Regions from separate parts of the Mus musculus genome. Here region 1 is linked to region 2. The links are chromatin contacts, called in public HiChIP or PLAC-seq maps. All regions are on one chromosome and are shown on one strand. Each heading gives the region's core, a stretch centred on a gene start, on an enhancer-like site or on the middle of the called end of the contact. The rest is flanking DNA. Distances are from core to core; before and after follow the strand shown.

What was found. HiChIP or PLAC-seq counts read pairs in DNA pulled down with a chosen protein or histone mark.
Region 1: an H3K4me3 HiChIP or PLAC-seq map of embryonic midbrain shows a contact between it and region 2, with 5 times the contacts expected there. The contact joins the enhancer-like site here to the promoter of Megf11 in region 2. A contact is called at or near these places in 12 of 39 promoter capture datasets (the 3T3-L1 cell line, the C10 cell line, the HPC-7 cell line and 8 more), 23 of 484 Hi-C or Micro-C datasets (B cells, the CH12 cell line, ECoMG-derived neutrophils and 17 more), 13 of 115 datasets of contacts at active chromatin or transcription factors (bone marrow-derived macrophages, embryonic basal ganglia, embryonic forebrain and 8 more) and 2 of 9 other capture datasets (adipose tissue and pancreatic islet).

Annotation. Positions count from the first base shown.
Region 1 is chr9:64,670,120-64,677,429 of GRCm38.p6, reverse strand. All of the region lies in intron 10 of Megf11 (multiple EGF-like-domains 11), which reads right to left. It overlaps Gm36311 (a long non-coding RNA gene), which reads left to right. Exons shown (of 2, transcript XR_870862.1): 2 at 2,379-3,368. Among named protein-coding and RNA genes, the nearest start is that of Gm36311, 12 kb to the left of the region's middle. Within about 2 kb of position 5,274, at least 68 of the 459 cell types and tissues checked have an H3K27ac peak or open chromatin away from gene starts, as enhancers often do. A contact at or near this core is called in the N1E-115 cell line and pre-megakaryocyte-erythroid progenitors, where this site is marked.
Region 2 is chr9:64,381,719-64,388,798 of GRCm38.p6, reverse strand. Megf11 (multiple EGF-like-domains 11) reads right to left here and starts at 3,173. Exons shown (of 25, transcript NM_001134399.1): 1 at 2,971-3,173.

The DNA.
Region 1 (7,310 bases), core at 4,025-6,524, 290 kb before region 2:
AGTGAACAACTTTAAAGGGGTCTGGGAGACAGTTGGAGCTCATTAGGCCCTGGGTTTGATCCCCTGCATAAAGTAGGCGTGGTGGTGCACACCTGGAATCCCAGCACTCAGGAGATGGAGACAGGAGGATCAGAAGTTCAAGGTCATCTTCAACTACATGGTGAGTTTAGGGCCAGCTTGAGACCCTATTTCTGTGTCTGTAATAGGGACCAGACCTTAGTAGGTCCACAGACCTTAGTATAACCTGACTCCACGATGGAAGAGTCATTCGTGCTGTAAAACTCATCACCTAGACACCACCATCTGACAAAACTAAAACAAAGACCTAATCCATCAGAGTTCATAGTTCTGGGAAGGTCTCAACATGTACGACTCTTGCTTCTGGCATCTGCAGTTTCACTTCTGGCAAACTGTTCTTGTTAACTGAAATGTGTCAATCTAGAACATGGGTTTTTTTTGTTGTTTTTTGTTTTTGTGCTTAAAAGCTCCCCCTGAGAAAGGCTCGGTGCTACACTGGGATTCCAAACACCCAGCGCAGTCTCCATCCAGCTGATAAAGTCTTTCTGTTGGCTTAGACCCACGGCCAAGCAGTCTTCCCTTGTGGATACTCAGCAACATCCCAAACAAATGAAAAACAAACAAACAACAAAAACCAAACAAACAAAAAACAAGCAAAAGGTATGGAAAGGGCTTAGAGAGATGGCTTACTAGTAAATCATGCTTGCAGCTCCCCCAAAGGACCTGAATCCTGTTCCCAGCACTTACACCAAACACCTCAAACCACATGTCACCTCAGCTCCAAGGGATCTGACTTCTTTTGGCCTCTGCAGTACATGTGGCACACACTCACAGGCACAGCTTCACATGCACAGCAGTAAAAATAGGTCTTTTTTTTTTTTTGAGACAGAATTTCTCTGTGTAACCCTGGCTATCCTGGAACTTGCTCTATAGACCAGGCTGGCCTTGAACTAAGAGATCCACCTGCCTCTGCCTCCAAGTGCTGGGATTAAAGGCATGCTCTGCCACTACTGCCATGACCACCTAACAATAATTTAAAAAAACCTCTTTAATTAAAAAATTAATAAGGGTAAAAAAAATTAATAAGGGGCCAGGCAGTAGCGGTGCATACATTTAATCCCAGCACCCAGGAGGCAGAGGCAGGTGGCTCTCTGAGTTCAAGGCCAGCCTGATCTATAGAGTGTGTTCCAGGACAGCCAAGGCTACACAGTGAAATCCTTTCTCGAAAACAATAACAATAATAGTAGTAATAATTGATAGTGATATGGCTATATAAGTGGTAGGACATTCGTCTAGCATGTGTAAGGCCCTGGGTTAGATCCCCTCCCCCTGTCCCACAAAATAAGTTAGCCTTATATAAGCCTTACTGTTTGTGGAAACATATCTTATAACAAGAATGTGACAAGAGCCTGAAGATACGGTCTAACTTAAGAGCACTGGCTGTTCTTCCCATGGACCCACATGGCAGCTCACAACCATCTATAACTTCTATAACATCTATAACAAGATACCTTTGTCTGGCCTCCCTGGGCACCAGGCACACATTTGAGATAATACATTCAGGCAAAACACCCATACACAAAAAATAGTAAAATAAAACTTAAAGAAAAAAAGAAAATGACAAGCCCCTTAGGATTTAAGCAGCAGGAAGTGAGGGAGGAGAGGCCGGTCTCTCACCAACTCAGCGGTGCCAGGCTAGCCATGGAGGAGGCATGTGTTCTCGGAGGGCAGAAGCCCAACTGTAAAGGCCTCTGTTTTCCCATCAGCCCCTTAAGCTTGCTGCTCATTCCCTTCTCACACTGTTAACTATCAAACACTGAGTGCTTAGCCTTAGGGACAAGAAGGTCTGTTCCCTGCAAGGCCACCTTATGCCAAGTGATGTTCCTAAGAGGAAACAAATGGAGAATCTGGGCCTGGTGGCACCAGCCTGTAACCCCAGCCACTCGGGAGACTGAGGCAGGAAGAGTATAAATTTAAGGCCAATCTGGACAATAGAGTGAGATCAAGGACACCCCGGGCAACTTAGTAACCCTTGTCTCAAGGTAAAAAGGACAGCAACTTTGTAAAATATCACAAACACGACTCTCAGCAGGTAGAAACATTTGCTATGCAAGGCTGCCCACCTGAGTTCGATCCTGGAACCCAGGTGAAGGTAGGAAAGAAGTGACTCCGTAGAATGGTCCTCTGATCTCCACACATGCGTACACACAACACACACACAACTACAATGATAGTGAATAAAAACAAAACAACAAAAATGAAAACAAAGCACTTTCCAAGGCCCACGTGTGGGTGTGCACTGTCCTGCCTCAGAGTTTGATGGAGTTTTGTTAATTAATGGGAAATTGGACTTTCCCTAGGAATCTCATGCTGAGAAGGAAAAGGCTGAGGACCTGATGCTGACCAGATGGGGAGTTTGTCTCCCAGGATGAAAGGAAACCTCACACAGATGACGATGATGATGATGACGATGGGGGAGCCCCCACATCTTGGCCATGACTGCTTAGTTATGTATACCTCTCCCCTTCTAACCTGAACCTCATGTCAAGACTCCAGGATAGGCAAGGTGGTGGGAGTGGAGTGTCACTGGGCTTGTGGCCATACGCCATATTGAACACATCTCCTTTTCTACTTTCACTATCACCTGTCCCTTGAGGACAGGTGGCAGAGACTAGCTGTTAGAACTACCAAGGGCCCACACCCTGACAACTCCAGGGATGGTCTCTTGTCTGGCTTCCCCCTCGTGCCTATTTTTAATTCTATATTGAATCCTTTTCAAAAATAGCTCCATTTCTGATTACCACAGACGGGCCCTGAAACTCTCTGCTGAGACCAAGAACACTGTTCTCTGCAGTGGAGGTCTCTGAGACAACACCTCCTGTTGCTATGGATGACAGTGCAAGGCTGTCCCTGCCAGCCCACTCTCTCTGTCTGCTTACACAGTACATTCACTGCCTAAGAACAGTAGGACATCAGAGGATGTGCCCGTGTCTGAACCCAAATGCACCGGTGCTTGTGTGTTCTGCTATTCCATCTAAGACACTGAGCACTTCTGGGAAGGAGGCACCTCTGCCCACAGGATCTTGTGCCCGTCTTCCACAACAGGCTGCTTCCCTCTATTCCACCAGGCCTCCTCATTCTGCTCCAGGAGGCAGCTGTGGACTTCCTCCTCTATGAGGCCTGTTAATTACGGATGCAGAGTGGGCTGCTTACATTCTGAACCTGATATGAGAGTTGCTGATGCACGGAACCCTCGATGCTGCTCCTGACAGATGGAAGCCTCTCCTGCCCGACTGGCTGGACCCAACCCTGGTGCCTTATGTGTTCCATAAAATTTGTTTCAAACATTGCTTGTTGGCTTTTTCTCCTCTGCAATATGCTGCTTTGTAGTTTGGCTCTGTTTGGGAAAATTAATCAACAGCTGGGCCTCTTGTGCCGATTATCCCTTCTCCTCGAAATGGTCAAGAGGTTAATGAGTGTTTTTGGGCATCGGAGGAGAAAGAGGACGGAAGGGTTTTGCCCCTCCCTTATACAAAGGAGGAAATTCTGAAAGTTTATCCCTGGGTCCCCTTAAATACACTCAGTGGGTGGGAGGCAGTATAAATGGGGTTACCCTAGGTTCCTTACATGCATGCTAAGGGGGTTTGTGCACCCGCCTGCCTGTCAGAGCTTAGCAGAGGGGCCCAGGGGATAGCAAAGAAACTCCCCTGGCCTGCGTGTACTTTCTTTTTCCATTTTTCTATTTTTCCGTGTATTTTGTGATGTGCATATATGTATGCATGTTTTTTGCATGCATGTGTGGGGGTGTGTGCATGTATGTACACATGCATGGGGTGCATCCATGTATATGTGCATGCCTGTGGAAGCCAGAAGTTGTCAGGAATCATCCCCTCTTTCTTCCACCTTATTCACAGAGGCAGCGTCTCTCTCTCAGCCAAACCTGGAACTCACAGATATGCCTGGTCTCTTTTCCTAGCCCACTTACTCAGGATGGGCTCACACAAGGGCTGTCATGCCCACCGGGCATTTATCCACATGTATTTTGCTGGAGGAGGAGATGGGATGAGTCGGGAAGGCAAGCCCCGGACTGTCAGTCAGGGTTTGTGGGTTGCAGTGAGACCAAAGCACATGGCCTCATCCACCGCTCATTCAGCCCAGTGTGGCTGCCAAGTGCCCTGGGTCCTGCTCACCATCAGGACAGACTCAATGTGACCTACAGTCCTTTTCCGCTCCCATGTCCTTTAATCTACTGCTTCTCCCCTCTTGCAGAGCAAGCGCCCCTGTTACAGTGGCACTTACCACAGTGGTAATAGAATTGACATTTAGAACTCCGGTGATCTCTTACTAGCTAGTAGGGGCATGAGGTGAGGACTGGGAAGGAAGCACTCTGCCCTGCCGGCCTCACTCAGCCCAGTGCCCCAGCTGGAGTTTGTGGTCAGTTCGTATGCATTGATTTAATCCAGACATTCAGGACATTGGGGGTGGGGATGCTGTTTTTAGACGGTGTCTCCTATAGTCCAGGCTGTCTTCCAACTCTCTGTACTTCAGACTGGCCCTGAACCTCTGATTCTCTGTCTCCCCCTTCATATCCAGTTTATGTGGCGCTGAGGATTGAACTGAGGGCTTTGTGCATGTAGGCAAGCATTCTGTCAACTGAGATATAGCCCCAGCAGGGAGCACACTGCACTAGAGCAGGGGCTGTTCCATGCTGATGCTGATGCTGATGCTGATGCTGACTCTGGATGCTACACTGTCACTACCCCCTTAGATGTAGGAGGGAGGTCAAGGCCTGCTCCCTGTTACAGCCCTGCTCTGGGCTGCAGTGGCTCCTGTTCGTCTGGTGCATTAGGGTCGGCTCTCCAGCCAAGCCTTCAGGGCCCAGTCACTTGAGTTCCCACTGCCTCTCACTGCTTTCCTACTCTGCTCATCTGTGCCATCTGAGCCTGATGCTCTCAGAGACCCCAGACACCTTCCCTGGTCTGAGTTCAGGGGACTACATCGCCCTCCTTACAACTTTGTTTTGTTCATAAAATGGGGTCTCTTTCCTGTCATCCTCCTGCCTCAGCTCTTGAGTGCTGGAATTACAGTGTACCTCCCCACACACATCAGGTTGTTCCACCTCCTTTTTCCTGTTGGTTCACCACCCCTTTCAACAGCATCTCTCATTTTTAAGTCATAACCAAACTCCTTCCCCTCATGGAGTGTGTAATTCCTCTTACAAATGAGATTACTAGCGATCATACCTAGGGAGAAAAGGCTGGGGGCAGGGCTGTAGTGCAGGGGCAGGGCTGTGGGCAGGGGCGGGGCTGTGGAGTAGAGGTGGGGCTATGGTGCAAGGGCAGGGCTGTGGGCAGGGGCGGGGCTGTGGAGTAGGGGTGGGGCTATGGTGCAAGGGCAGGGCTGTGGGGCAGGGGCGGGGCTGTGGAGTAGGGGTGGGGCTATGGTACAAGGGCAGGGCTGTGGGGCAGGGGCGGGGCTGTGGAGTAGGGGTGGGGCTATGGTGCAAGGGCAGGGCTGTGGGGCAGGGGCGGGGCTGTGGAGTAGGGGTGGGGCTATGGTGCAAGGGCAGGGCTGTGGGCAGGGGCGGGGCTGTGGAGTAGGGGTGGGGCTATGGTGCAAGGGCAGGGCTGTGGGGCAGGGACAGGGCTGGAGATGTGGCTCACAGTCACAGCTGGTTCTTCTGTGTCACGTATCACAGGCCTGGTGGTTTCAGGTCTGTAGCCCATGTCCCTTCTGCTCATTTCCTGGTGTTTTCTGAATCCTTCTTAATCACTGTTGCATCTGAGCTTCATGCCAGCCTCAGGAGACCAGGGTCAGGTGTGTAGAAGATAAAGGTAATATCCAGAAGAGCACAGTGACTTAATGGTGAGTAGGGCGGAACCCTGGCTAGAGCCCAGACCTGACTCCTGACTAGTCCACTCCTAGGCAGTGGCTGGAATTGAGCCTGGTTGTGGAGCTCTCAGCTCAGGATCCTAGCCCCCTACCCCCTGGGTCGTGGACAGATACATTCTGCAAGTCTGAGAGATTCCGTGGCACCTGACCTACCTCCCAAGGAAGACAAAGGTGGGAGGCCATCTGGCTCCAACTGAGACCTTCCCACTTGTCTGGGAAGGTACCTAGTCAATTAGAACCCTCCATCATAATTCTCTCCTCTTCAGGTAGTGTGGACTCAAGGCTAAAGCAGGTTCTAGGTTCAGTGTTTAGCTCAGCTACAGTGTACTGGGGAAGGTCACTTTGCCTCCCTGAACATCAGTTTCTTCTTGTGCAAGGTGGGAGTCCTCACAACCCCCCCCCCCCCACACACACATCTGAAGCTTGTTGTGTGGAGTAAGGAGAACACAGTCCTGGGCTGGCTATGCTCAGCACTCACGATGCACACCCTCAGAGCCACGCATCAGACTGCCCGTAGAGGCTCTGGACAACCCCGAGAATCCAAGGCTCAGACCCAGGTCCTGGTTCCTGGCCAGCAGAGGTCCAAGCTATGCAAGTGACTCTGGGCAAAAAGGAGTCTGGGTGTATTGGAAGCCCACGTGCCTGGGACCCACCCTGACTCCTCCAGCTGACACAGAGATGGCAAGGCCACCGCCCAAGTGACGAGGACACTGAGGAGGGCAGCAGGAGCTTGGCAGGAAAAGGATGGGATGGGATAGGAAGAGAAGACTCAGCACTTTCCCCTAATGAAGCCACAAACCACAGAGTCCCAGAGGGAGATGCTAGCCTGAGCCTCAGTGACACAAAGCCAATTCTCTCTACTTTGCTCTGTGGATTAATTGCCAACATGATTTAACTTCCTGGTACACACCACCCGAGTGTCTTCACCACTCTCCTTCCTGCCCAGGGGAGAACAAGCTCCTGACAGGCAGGTGAAGGGCATGAGAGCATCAGCTGGAGTTCTCACCTCTGCCGGACCCCAGCTCTGCTGCATCCTTTTGCTATGTGACCAGAGGCAAGTCACTCTCTCTGTCAGCCCTTAGTTTCCTCCCCAGCAGAATGGGGGGGGGGGGTTAAGGAAGTGCAGCGTGTCCTTCTAGCTCTTCTCCTGAGAGAGAATTCTCAGCTCTCCACAACAAGCTCTGGCCAGCGACTCACTCTCTGTCCTTGCTTCTGCATGGCCATCATTCTTTGCCCATTGTACAGAGAGGCATGTGGGACTCTAAGAGGCTGAGCACATGGCTGTGGGCCATGTAGATGCTGAGGGTCAGATTCAGCTTCCTACTCAGCCCCACTTGACCTCAAGACCTTGCCCATGTTTAACTCAAACCTGGCACAGTCCCATGACATACCTTAACAAG
Region 2 (7,080 bases), core at 1,924-4,423:
CGTCAGCAATACAGCTGTCCTGGATCACCCCTGAAAACCAGCTGACACTCCAAACTTCAGGGCCAACTGTTTCAGATCTTGTCACTCCTTGAGGTGAGGCTGGGGTCATTTGTTACATTGCCAACCGTTCTTCAGAGGTCTTTATGTGTTTATGTGCCTTGTCCTTGAAACTAGACTGTAAGCATAGGAGGGTAGGACCTGGGGTGTCGGCATAGTAAGCTGGGGACCATGCTTGGCTGAGTCCCTGGGCCCAAGGAGTTGCTGCAGAGCTAAGGGTTGACCAGATGTCCCTAGGAGGGGAAAGGCCCAGTTCATACAAAGCCTAGAATACCCAAGCACCTAGAATCTACTACACTTGTCTGTTTATGTATGTGTTTAGGGAGAGAGGGTGCATGCCACAGCAAGCATGTGAAGGCAGGAGGACAAATTTTGTGGGAATCAGCTCTCTCCTCCCACCACGTGAGTCTCCAGGATTGAACTCATGTTGTCAGGCTTGGCCGCAAGCACCCTTACTGGGCTGGACCATCTCATTTGCCAGCACCTGCTTTCTATAAGTGAGGCTTGGCAGAAGCAAAGGAATGCGTGAAGCCTCCGTGAAACCTAGGAAGCTTGCGGGGGGGGGGGGGGAAACAAGCAGGAGAGAGGGGGGTAACAGCTTCCGCAGCTTCCACAGCCATCTCCCTGGCCCTAGGGTCACTGACTTCTGCCTTCAGAGACAACTGCTAACCTTCCCCTTCCACAGAGGTTGTGGACCTGTAGGCCAAGTGCTGAACTTGAGTTCTCCTTGACCCACACCGTTTCACTGCCTGAGGTTAGCAGTGAAACCTTGGCTTGGGAAATCTTTCTCTTCCCGTAGTAGTGCGTGAGGCTCACTCTAGATCCTGTGGGAATGGTTTCAGCTGAGAGTGCCTGCCGGACTCTGCTACACAGCAACCCCTGTTGTGCCCTCCACGTGTGCCCCACAGGCCACCGGAGAGGCAGGTCCGTGGCATCTTAAAGCAGACAGGCAAAGCACAAACTTGGCATACAGTAGACATGGCTCCTCTTGGGAGATGCTGGTTACCCACGGTGTCCTGCCTCTAACCTTCCAACCTCCTGGCCCTCCAGCCTTTTCATCATTCAATGGCCTAACACTAAGAAAGTGGAAATCAACGGGGGAAATCAGGAAAGGTGCCCAGCCCTTAGGCAGGAAGACTTCCCTTAGTCAGCTCTAAGGGAGTCCCTTCACTTCTTTGGGCTTCAGTAGGCTGATCTGCAGAATGGGAGGAAAGGGAAGGACTGCAGTTACAGGCTTCAATTTTCTAGGGGCTTAAACAATGTGTGAGCAACAGCAAGAGCCCGGTGCTTGGTGCACACCGCAGGAAAAGCCGCCAAAGAAACAGGTTAAGCTTCACATCCTAGGCTGGGCGTTAATGTCAATGCTCTGGGACACTGAACCCAACCTTCAGGGAGGGGGCGATGGCCCGTAGATGATCCTCTCTGCAAAGAACTCCAGCTTTTTTGCTACTTCTAAACCTCCGCTAAGCCTCACAAAAGATCTTTTCGGCTTGCAGTCCAACAAAGACCGAACGCTGGAAAGAGATGAGGGTCGGCGAATCCAGCCACTGGACTCCCGGAGCCAAAACACTATCGGGGCAGGCTCGGGACGGTCCCGGCAGCCTGCCGCGCGCCACCACCTGGTCAGGACATTAACCCCAGTTTCCCCCAGGACAGTGATGGGCGCAGATGCGCTGGGCACAAGTATCCTTGCCACAGAGAGCTGGGAAGGCGGGGAGCCCTAACCTCCTGGTAAGCATCCTCCAACCTGCGGGAGGCCCTGCTGTATAGGCTCCCGGAGGGACCAGGCGTGGGAGAATCTGATCCCAGTCACTTGGACCGGTTTTTCTCGAGAGCATCACCAGCCCGGAAAGAGGCCGGCTGGCCTCGCAGCAGGCACTCACGGGGACGGATTCTGAGACGCGACGACAGTGGGATGGAGCGTGGGAGGCAGTTCCAGGAAAAAGCATCTGGGGTTCGAGGGCTCTGGGGCCCGCCAGGCGGAGACCCAGAGCTCCCAGACTACAGACCGATCGTGACTCCGTCCCACTCGCAACCTTGGTCCCGGGAAGGAACGGTTTTACCTATTTTTCAAGTCTTTTTTTTTTCCTCCTAAAAATTAAAAGACTAAATCAAGTCTTAGGGGAAGGTGCCTGCGCAGGGCTGCCACCAGGACCACTGTGTGCCCAGCTACAACACTACCGCCCGCGTTTGGGAGAGAAGTTAGGAAGTTCGGGACAGCCGCCCACGAGCGCAGGAAGAGGGACTCGCTTCTCTTTTAACTTTGGGTGTTGGGGTCTCCGCCGAGGGTCGGAGGTATGTAGCCAGGGGCGACCCGCAGGACTGCAGGGCGTCCGGGATTCCCTCAGTGAAAGTGGGTAGACAGGATCAGGAGGAAAAAAAGAGAGTGAGTCCACGTTGCGCGTGGCACCGGCTGGGCTTGGGCTCCGCGGGGACCTGCGCGCGGCCCCGCAGCTCTGCGTCGGGACCCGGGTCGGAAGGACGCGGTGCGGGGCGAAGGTCCCGCACATCTAGAATGGCTCTCGGCCGGGAGACCCCAGATTCGCGCAGAGCTGGCAGGTTCCTTCTTCCGGACACCCGCACCGCGACTCTCGGGTCTTCCCCCGCACGTGGAGACGCGGCGGCCGCTGCGTCCTGACTGCGGCCAGAGGACGCGCGCCTGGCCCAGCCGAGGCTCTCTACGTCTCGCATAGACCCCCGGGCGCTCCCGCAAGCCCAGCCATCCACCTTCTGCCCCTCGCCAAACTCGCCTTCTAGAGCCGGGACCTGGCCACGGAGGACCCACGGAGCTGGTGGAAAGTTAGTCGCGACGCTGCAAAGCCCCCTCCCCTGAACTGGAACCCACACCCCGACCCAATGCACCCACAGTGCTCCGAGGCTCCGGGTCCCCGCGGACCCCACCCAACCATCTACCTGCTTCCGTGGCGCGCCCCGGGCTTGGGCCAGCCAGTCGCGCGGTCCTATACCCCGGAGCCGGAGCGGCTTCAGGTCCCCAGGCAGGAGAGGGAGCTGCGAACCGCCCCGAGCCGGGCAGCCGGCTCCGGGCACTGAGAACGAGTGAGCAAGCAGGAGGCTGGAGCCGCTGCGACTGCTGCCACGGCAGCCCCCACCCCCCTGCGTCCCTCGGCCCCTCCCTCTTCCCTCCTCCCTCCGCTCTCCCTCTCCCTCCCACCTCTTTTCAGACCCTGCGATCGCGCGCATTCCCTCGCTCTTTTTCCTAGCTTTCTCTCTGCCGGTTGCCTTCTTTAATTCCCTCTGTTCTCTTCTCACTTCCCTACTCTGCATCCACCCGTTATCGTTCTTTTACCGTTTTTCCCCCGCTCTCTCTTTTCTGTATCTCTTCCTTTTAACCCCTCGCGACTCCCTTCTCCCTCCCCCCCCCCTTTTTTTTTTCCTTCTGACCGACCGATTAGCGTGGCCTCTGCACCTGTTCTTTGTAGAAGCTCTGGCTGGCGAAGCTAGCCCAGGATGGAAGGGGACCAGGAATATGCCCCAAACTGAGCTTTTAACAAGCTGAGTACAGATAGATACCCAGGGAAAGCTAGAAAAGCAAAGAACTCAGTGTGCAGAACAAGCTGAGCTGCACCAGGTAAAGTGCAGACAGCCAGGCCCCAGAGTAAGAACTTGCCATGCTGTGGTCAACTCCAAAGGCTGGACTGCTGTGGTCAACTCCAAAGGCTGGACTTAAACCAGCGGGGCTTCTTGTAGACTTCAAGGTCTTCGAACAGGGGATGAGATGGGGGGTGGGGGGGGGCAGAGGAGGGTGCATGTTAATGATAGGGTGTCAGAGGCCTGGCACTGCACCCAGAGCCACCTGGAAGTCTTCAGTCAGGTGACACTTTAGACTACACCTCGTGTGCTTGTAAGTGGGTCCTAGCCAGGTGGTGGGAACACCTGCTGGTCACCCCTACTCCTTTCCAAGATATGAGGGGCTCACTCCTGCTTCCCTGTTTGCCAGAGGTGGGGGTGGTGGGGTGTTTCCTTCCCTTGAAGTGAGGTGGGGTCCCACACTTGGGAAAGGTGTCCTGCACCCGGAGGGAGAATTTTGCCACTAGAACAGGCAGATTGTCTGTGGCTTTGGGACAAGCCACTCGACCCAGGCTCCCGTGCAGCCTGAGGATCCAGCTCTTTCCCCAGGAGTGTACTCCCTGTCATCTGTCCATTTCAGCCCAGTGGGGTTTGGAGAAATAAGAAGAAGCCCTCTTCCCATTGGCCCACAACAGGCAGCCCTGCTCTGCAAGCACCAGACCAGGTTCATCCAGTAAGTGCTAGGCTTCTGCAGGAATGGTGTGAGCAGATGAGATCTTTCTGCATTGGGGTTTCAGGTCCCAAAACTCCAAACCAACCTCCCCAGCAGTTCCTTACCTTGGAATGTCAAACTAAACGGACAACAGATGGCAGAGCCTCTTGTTCACAACATAAAAGTAGAGCTTGAAACCGGGTGAAGCACTTAGCAAACACCCGGGTCACTCACCCGCCAGAGTGAGTCCCTCCTTAAATTCTGCACCCCAGGAGCTTCCTGCCTTCTCTAGTGCTCTAGCCCCTCCTTTGCAGGACCAACCATCTAGTGATATATGAAGTTCCCCATCTGGCAGTGAGGAGACCAAATCTGACATTGGAAAAAGTTCCCAACTTCATAGCCCTAGGGGGTGTGAGTCTCACACTGGGAAGCCAGCTCCACTCACTGTGACATTAGAAAGATCACTGAGTCCCTCTAGCTTCAGTTTCCCTGTTTGTAAAATGGGAATGCTAACATTACCACAAGCCTTCTGAGGATTAAACCAAAGCCCATTTCCTGGAACAGTGACTGGTGGCACTTGGCCACTGTCTGCGGTTAATATTAGCTTAATTAAAATTAGTCTAGGCTTACACAGCTTCCTCTGCACAGTGGCTCTTGGATTCTGAGCTCCACCTTTATTTACCGTGCCTCTCACTCTGACTTTCTGTGTGGTAGAAATGTCTAAGTGGGCTGGTGGATTCGTGGAGCTGGGTGGGTCTTTCTGGATACCCATTGTGCTCTAGAGCAGCACAAAGCAGGCTGTCCTGCCCGGCTCGTTCCTTGGCTGCACTCACATACTGCCAGGCAGGGATCATGTGTCTAAGGACTGCTGAGGGACAGGGGGGTGGGTGCCTGGTTTTCTGCCATACTCTAAAAAGCTGCACGGATCTATAAAGCTGGGCTTTCCCTGCCCAGATGGCAGGCCTCCAAGAACACATGTCACAACAGAGCCAGAAGCACTTTTAGCAAACATCTCTAGGAGTCAGCTTGGGGTCGGCCGGAACCTACAATCCATCATTCACTTGCCAGGAGAGCCTGCTTGCAGGAGGCACAATAGTGCTTGGCCTGGCCCAACTTCTCCAAGTTTATTTGGGAAGCTGTAACATCTAAGACTATGCTACTCACCAAAGGGTAGAATCTCAAACAAAGTCCAGTCGCCACCCAAAAGCTTACACTCAGCTGAATGTGCTGGTGATGAGCCGTGCCAGGCTGCCCTTGAACTTAACTAAGGATGACCTTGAACTTCTGATCTTTCGCCTCCACCTCCCAAGTGCTAGGATTCCAGGTGTATGGCACTATGCCAGGTTTTACACAGTGCTGGGAATCAAACCCAGGACTTCATGCATGTGAGGCATGCACTCTACCAACTGAGCGATACATAGAAGTATGTTCTATCATTATATATATATATATATATATATATATATATATATATATATATATATGTATGTATGTATATATATGTACATATATATATATACATAGACACACATATGCATATATATGTGCACACACACATATTATACCTTAGGAAGGAGGGAAAAGGTACCATGAGCTGATTGAGGGACCCAGAATCTGACACCCCAACTCAAGTCTTTGTGCTGTTATCTGTCCTCTGTGGGCACAAGGATGTGCCTTTCTGCCTGAACAGGGTGAGAGGGCAGAAGCCAGAACTGTTCTGTCCAAGTTGGAATGACTCCTCCTTCCTGGAAATAAATCCCAGAGACAGGGGTGCCCAGGGCTAAGAAAAGGGGTACTGTCCCCCTTCCTAGCTGAGATGGCCCCTCATGCCTTCCCTCCCCTAGGTCTCCTTGCTAGGATCACCTTTCCTACAAAGACCCTCCCAAAACCCCAGGAGGGAGCCCACTGGGGACTCTCAGGGACACGTGGGACTGGCTGGATAAGGAAAAGGCCAGAACTTTGCGGGGGTGGGGAGGAGTGTTGAACTCTTCAGAGGGAAGGGACTGTGACAGTGTGGAGCACTGGAGAAGGATGTCTGGTACCTCCCCTGACTCTAGTTCCATGTCTTCCCCTCCTCAGAGCCATCACCAAACCTGGCCTCATCACAAGAATAAGAAGATATTTACAATATGTTGAGCCAGTGAAATGGCTCAGTGGGTAAAGGTGCTTGCTGCCATTCCTGGCAACCTAAGTTGTATCCCTGGGACCCACGTGGTAGAAGGAAAGAACCAACTCCTGGAATTTGCGCTTTGGCCTCCACGTGTGTGTGTGTGTGTGTGTGTGTGTGTGTGTGTGTGTAGTGCTATAGTCACACACCCATTAAATAAAAATGTAATTTAAAAAAGTTTTAGATGCTTATGACATTAATAAAATACACATATAATGCCACAACCATCCTATACAGCAAACATTGCCATTCCCCCTTTAAAGAAGGGAAACGGAGACTTCAATAGCATAAGTTACTCAAAGCCACAAAACCCAGTGGCAGACCTGAAATGGAGCTCCAGCTTGTTCGAAGTCTTTTCTCAACGCTACAGTGCCTTCTCGCACTCCAGGCTGGGGACCAGGGTGTGGCCAGCAAAAAGACAAAGGTTGAACCTAAGAAGGTGTTCAGCTCTGGGAGCTGACTTCACACACATAACCTTGAGACATAGTCACCTGGGGAAGCCACCCTGGGTTACAGGGAACCACAGGACCTCTAGTGTCCTAGCCATTGGTGAGGTACAGAGAAGAAGCCATTAAAGGAACAGACTATAAGGTAACTAGCCAGTGTTACACCTGCT